2 separate regions of the Mus musculus genome follow, and region 2 is linked to region 1. A link is a contact called in public HiChIP or PLAC-seq data. All regions are on one chromosome and are shown on one strand. The core of a region is the stretch at or near the end of the contact, and the rest is flanking DNA. Distances in the headings are between cores, read along the strand shown.

Region 1 (2,995 bases), core at 367-2,866:
ACCACAGATTCTTTTATTTATTTATTTATTTATTTATCCTCAGATACTCCAGAAGAGGGCATCATATTTTGTTATGGTTGGTTGTGAGCCACCATGTGGTTGCTGAGATTTGAACTCGGGACCTTCAGAAGAATAGTCGGCGCTCTTAACCACTGAGCCATCTTGCCAGCCCCCACAGATTCTTAATAAACGCATGAATGGCCCTGATAGAGTTTTTACTTTCCTCTGAAACGTCATAAGCCAGACCTCCATCGTCCACACTGCTCAAAGCATTACCCTCTTAGATCCCACAACAACCTACTAAGTTCTGAACACCCAGTGGCTTTTCTAGCCCAAAGTTCTAAAGTCCTTCCTGAAGTGGAAGAAAAAAAGTGGGCAGAACTATCACAGCCATTTCCCATGAACCTGGTACCAATTTCTGGTTTAGTTTGCTTTCTATTGTGGTTAACACCATGACCATAAGCAGCTTGGGGTAGGAAAAGGTTTATTTGGGTCAGTGGTTACAAGTTCAACATCAGGGGAAGCCAAGGCAGGAACCTGGAGGCAGAAACTAAAACAGAGGTCATGAGGTGTGCTGTCGACTGGCTTGTTTCCCCTGGGATTCTCAGCCTGCTTTCTTATACAACTCCAGGACCACCAGCCCAGAGGTGGCACCATGCACAAGTGAAGACTGGTCCCTCTCACATCAGTCACTAAGCAAGAAATGACCTCACAACTGGCCTACAGGAGAATCCATGGGGGCATTTTCTCAGTTTAGGTTCTAACTTGTGTCAACTTAACAAAAAAACAAAACAAAACAAAACAAACAAACAAACAAATACCTGCCCGGGACATCGATCGGGCAGTGGACTCCTAGACTGGCAAGTCAGTTGTCCTAGGGAAACAAATCAGAGGGGGCTTGTTGGAAAGATTGGTGCGAGTGCATATAAAGCTGGATCAGGTGTCCAGCAAACTTCTCTGCACCCAGCAAGAGAGTTAGAGCTCTGGCTGGAGAGATGGCTCGGTGGTGAAGAGACTGACTGCTCTTCCAGAGGTCCTGAGTTCAATTCCCAGCAACCACATGGTGGCTCACAAACCATCTGTAATGAGATCTGATGCCCTCTTCTGGTGTGTCTGAAGACAGCTACAGTGTACTTACATAAAATAAATAAGTAGGTAGATAGATAGATAGATATTTAAAAAAAAATAATTGGATACACATTGAGAGCTACCCAGTGGCTTCTGGGATTTGGGGTGAGTAGTTGGTCCCAAGGAGATGACAGTCTTCTTTAGTGACTATGGTATGTCCCCACACACATCTCTAAGGAGGTGTCAGGGCCCTAGCTGGGGGTGCTTGGTCTGTTTGGGATGGTAAAACTGGAAAGGGGACAGAGTCCCGAAGGACAAGCTTGGTGATGAGCTATGGAGCTGAGGGGTAAGTAAGCAAATAAGATCTAGCCAGCACCGGGGCAGACATGGTCCCTTTTTGCTCTATTCTTTGTCCACTGGCATGGTTTGGGGCCGGTGGTCAGAGGCCAAACAAGTTTCCTCCTGCCTCAGCGTGTTTCCTCACAGCAGGCTGGGACTCTCCTATTTCTGACTTCAGGCCCTTGGTATGTTTGAAATTCTTGCCTCTCCTGTGGCTGCCCAGCCCACCTCTGACCACAGCAGAGCTTGCGCCCTTCTCCCTGCCCTTCTGTGTCTGCTGCTCTTAAGTCTTCAGGGCCATTTGTCAAGATTAATTTGACACTGAGCTGGCTCTCTCTGGAGATACAGGGAAGTGCCTAGGCGTCACAGCAAGACTCATGTGGGAAAGATTCCCATGATAAGGCTGACCTGTGGCCAGAGGCCGAGGCCGACCCACCACAGCCCAGGAAGAAAAGATGCCTTGTTAGAGGCTCCGGGGAATGGAGATAATTTGTTCTGCTTGATCTTTCACCCCCTTCCCATCTCCTTGCATTTCTCCCTACTTCTTAAAGAGGCACCCCCTCCAATGACTGACAGAGCCCTTGTCACCTCCAGAGCTGAACTCTGTGCGTGGAACATTCTTGGTTTAATTTCTTCAATGAGTTGACAGATCCAGTTATCACACAAATCATCCTATTCTCCTAAGAGACACTTTGAGGAGGAAGGTGAGGTTATATAATCTTACTTACTCCAGACGAAAGGCAATATTTCCCACCCTTATCCCAGCATCTGCCATTGATCTGGGAATTGGTCACAGTTCAGCTGTGGCTGCAGTTCACTGCAGTTCCAGGCTGAGGAACGAAACAATAGGTTCCTCTGTATTCTCAACACGCTTTGAGGCCACAGCCTGATTCCCCACCTCTGGGCAGGGCCCACCCATCCTCCCATGATCTCCTGTCTCTCTCAGAGCATCTGTCCTCAAAACCCATTCAAACTCCTCAGCCCAGAGTGACCTCAGGTTCTGCCCAGGAAACCTGCTAAGTTTAGAAGCCCTGGTCTCCAGTTGGTTGAGGTCCTAGCTCAATGCCCCTAATCCTGGCACTCAGGAGACAGAGGAAGGAGGAGTTTAAAGTCAGACTGGGCTCTATAGTGATGCCCTGTCTCAAAAAAAAACCAACAAGAATAGAAGGCAGGTTTCACCCAGGCAGCCACACACAATCCTAGTATCCCGAGTACAGAAGCTTGGGTGTTACTGCTCATCACGGTCACCCAGCCCGAGCGTATATGAACATGCTGTCAGCAGTAAAGGCACCCACAGCTGAGCACCACAGGTGTCAAGACGGGGAACTTTAAGTGGCACATCAGCTAGAAATAGTCTTGCTCTTATAGCATCATTAACAATAACATTGTGCTATTTTTGTAGGTGACTACAGCTTTCACACACATGCTTTCTCTTTTAGTTTTTATGACAACCTATGAATAGATACACTGGATTCTGTTAATAGTCCAGACTTCATAGAGGAGAAAGCCGAAGTGTAAAGTGCTGAAGAGCACAGCCCTCACAGAAGGCAAAGCTCCCTCTCGTGCACTGTCTCCAGGCCCACTGACC
Region 2 (2,995 bases), core at 295-2,794, 440 kb before region 1:
CCTAATACATACAAGGTGACCAGGGAATCTGTGGTTTCAATAGAAGCAACTAAAATGGAGGGTTTACAGCACTCAAAACATTTTTCTGATCCCCTTAAAATGTTCCAAATCACCCTAATGGGATTTTGCTTTCTCTTTTCTCACTTTCTCCTTACCTTCTAGAAGATCTCGAGCCAGCCCTGGCTCTGCACCTGTGGAACGAACAAAATCCGACAGGACAGCATCCATGTCCAGGGTCATGGGATCATCAGGTACTCTCAGGCAGCAGGATGTGAGCAGAACATAGATCCAAATCCAGGCTCTGACCTGAAAAGGAGATGCATGCACAAGGCTCACCTAACCAGAACAGCATCATCACAGCCCGATTTCAACAGTCTCTTAACACATGCTAACTGTTCTGGTTCCTTCATTCCAACTGAATTTTCAAACAAAAAATAAATTTTTTCATGAAGAATCACATTTCATTTCCTTGTTAACAATATTTTAATACCTACAGTAACTACAAACTACTCAACAAAGCTTTGCTTCTGCTTTTTTCATTGTTTTGGTTTGATTTTTAAGGAGAAAGGCACTGAGGATGTAGCCCAGGGATTGCATATACTAGGAAGTGCTCTATACCCACCCTAGTGCCATGTCTGCCCCTCCAGTCTAAAGGGAGAAGGCAGCAATCTGCTGCCCTAGAAAGCTCTCTGACCTACAATATTTCCTAAATGGCGCCATGCTCATGTCCCTCCTGAAACATATTGATTATTAAGGGTTTTTGGTTTTGTAGACAATGCTTCGTATGTAGCTCAGGCTAACCTCAAACCTGTAGCAATCATCCTGTCTCAGCCTTGTGAATGCTGATATTACAGGTATGTGCCACCATGCTCTGGCTTTCTTCTGAACGTACTTTAATCACTCTTTGCCTAGCCTTTGATTTTCTTTTTCTTTTTTTTTTTTTTTTAAAGATTTATTTATTTATTATATGTAAGTACACTGTAGCTGTCTTCAGACACACCAGAAGAGGGAGTCAGATCTCGTTACGGATGGTTGTGAGCCACCATGTGGTTGCTGGGATTTGAACTCTGGACCTTCGGAAGAGCAGTCAGGTGCTCTTACCCACTGAGCCATCTCACCAGCCCTAGCCTTTGATTTTCATGTCAAATTTTTGGAAATAGGAAGTTGCATGTCTTCTTTACTGATCTATCCTCAGGATGAACTACTTGACACAGTACAAGGCACACTGGCCCTTAGTAGATACTTATTAAACAAAATAACACTATACAGCAGATGACTTCAAGGCTGACTAATATTCTCATGCTAGTTGAGAAAACAGGAAGAGTAAACTGAATGCTGAAACTTCTCAAAATAACAAACTATTCCACACTCTGAGTGGAGATCCCAGAGGCTCATCCCAACAGTCACTAACTGCAGAACTCAGGAAACACAATCAGAAAGAGTTGTCTCCCAGGACAAACGAGTGCCAGTTTACCTGAGAAAAGATCCCTCTTTCAGACTTGACTTTAGCAGAAACTATGTCCCTGACCTGACAGCCTGGCACCATGTCAACATTCCTCTGAGGTTAATAGTCCCAGCTGAGAAAGCAAAAATAGGGTGGAGATCCACCTCTGACCACACTCATTAGTCTTACGGTGCTCTGTAGAAGGGGCTCGTTCATAAAGTGCCCAGGTATCCAACTGTCTCATTGCACCCACTAATCATCTTTTTGGAAAAGACAAAACCAGAATTGTTGAAAACAACAGATGACTCAGACAATACATTCCTCCGAAAACCTAAAGCCTAAGCATGACCTCCAAGGATTTTTTTCTTCACTCCTCTTCTATCCCTTAATACAACTTTTTTGTAGTATGATCTGATTCCATTTTTCTACATTTTTAGAACTAGTAAGGCAAATAGCAAATTTTTGTGGGTTGTAAAAATTATAAGTCTCTAACCTGATAACTGAATTGTTTTGTTGGTGGTAGTTCTTTGGATTTTTTTTTTTAAAAGAGAAATCACTATTTCTTATAGTGCTCTAATAATACAAGAAACCAATGGGTACAGAGCATGATTTATTCATATCCCTAGTCCAACACTGAGCAAGGTATCTACAATATAATAGGCAGTTATAAATACCTAGTGACTAAATTCATTATAAACAAATGTCTAATTTGCATCTGTTTCACTATCCTAAGCACCAAGCCAGCAATCCAGCCTAAGGTAAACAGCCCCTGCTGTTAATCTCACACTAATCCAGAACTACATGAAGAGCTTCTGGCCAAGCTTTCTATGAAGTGACCCAGCCCCCTTGCAACTTGTGCCTAAGAATTGAGTTTCAAGCTCTTAGTGACAGGGAGATCTCTAAGGTCTGCCCTGGGCAGGACAGCAGACAACATGGACTTCTACAACTTTCCCCCAAGCCTCTGAATAAAGTGTTTCAACAACAACAACAATAAAAAGTATTGAATTTCAAGGCAGGCAAGTATTACACATTTCTAACATCAGCACTCAAGAGGCAGAGGCGAGAGGATTGAGAATTCAAAGCTACAAAGAAAGACCCTGTCCAAAAAAAAAAAAAATTAAATGCTTTCAGAATTCACAGGTGAATGAAAGGCTTTTCATCTAATGCAAATGAGAATTCTCTCCAAAGCCCACTGTATTCACCACTTTGTCACAGGACATGGGCACTATCCAAGTAACAAACATAAATAGTCCAAAATTAAGAGACTAACTCCAAAATGAACTTAAATCTTTACTCTTAAAAAATAAAATAAGGTAAACTTGTGTGGTGGCTCAGGTCTTTAATACTAGAATTCTGAAAGCAGAGGCAGGCAGGTAATTCCCTGTGAGTTCGAGGCCAGCTTGGTCTATGTAATGAGTTCGAGGGCAGATAGAACTATGACACCCTGCCTCAAACAAACAAACAGACAGACAGACAGTCAAGCCACTGTAAGCTACTCTAACAGCTTTCTGAAAGGACGTGGGAAAGACGAAACAGCACACACAGCGCTCC

What was found. HiChIP or PLAC-seq counts read pairs in DNA pulled down with a chosen protein or histone mark.
Region 2: a FOXA1 HiChIP or PLAC-seq map of pancreatic cancer cells shows a contact between it and region 1. The contact joins two enhancer-like sites. A contact is called at or near these places in 3 of 39 promoter capture datasets (hematopoietic stem and progenitor cells, liver and pre-B cells) and 1 of 115 datasets of contacts at active chromatin or transcription factors (pancreatic cancer cells).

What each region holds. Positions count from the first base shown.
Region 1 is chr3:95,695,257-95,698,251 of GRCm38.p6, reverse strand. No RefSeq gene overlaps it. Among named protein-coding and RNA genes, the nearest start is that of Adamtsl4, 8.8 kb to the right of the region's middle. Within about 2 kb of position 1,616, at least 120 of the 459 cell types and tissues checked have an H3K27ac peak or open chromatin away from gene starts, as enhancers often do. A contact at or near this core is called in pancreatic cancer cells, where this site is marked.
Region 2 is chr3:96,133,785-96,136,779 of GRCm38.p6, reverse strand. It overlaps Otud7b (OTU domain containing 7B), which reads right to left. Exons shown (of 12, transcript NM_001025614.1): 2 at 156-306. The coding sequence starts at 240. Among named protein-coding and RNA genes, the nearest start is that of Mtmr11, 27 kb to the left of the region's middle. Within about 2 kb of position 1,544, at least 25 of the 459 cell types and tissues checked have an H3K27ac peak or open chromatin away from gene starts, as enhancers often do. A contact at or near this core is called in pancreatic cancer cells, where this site is marked.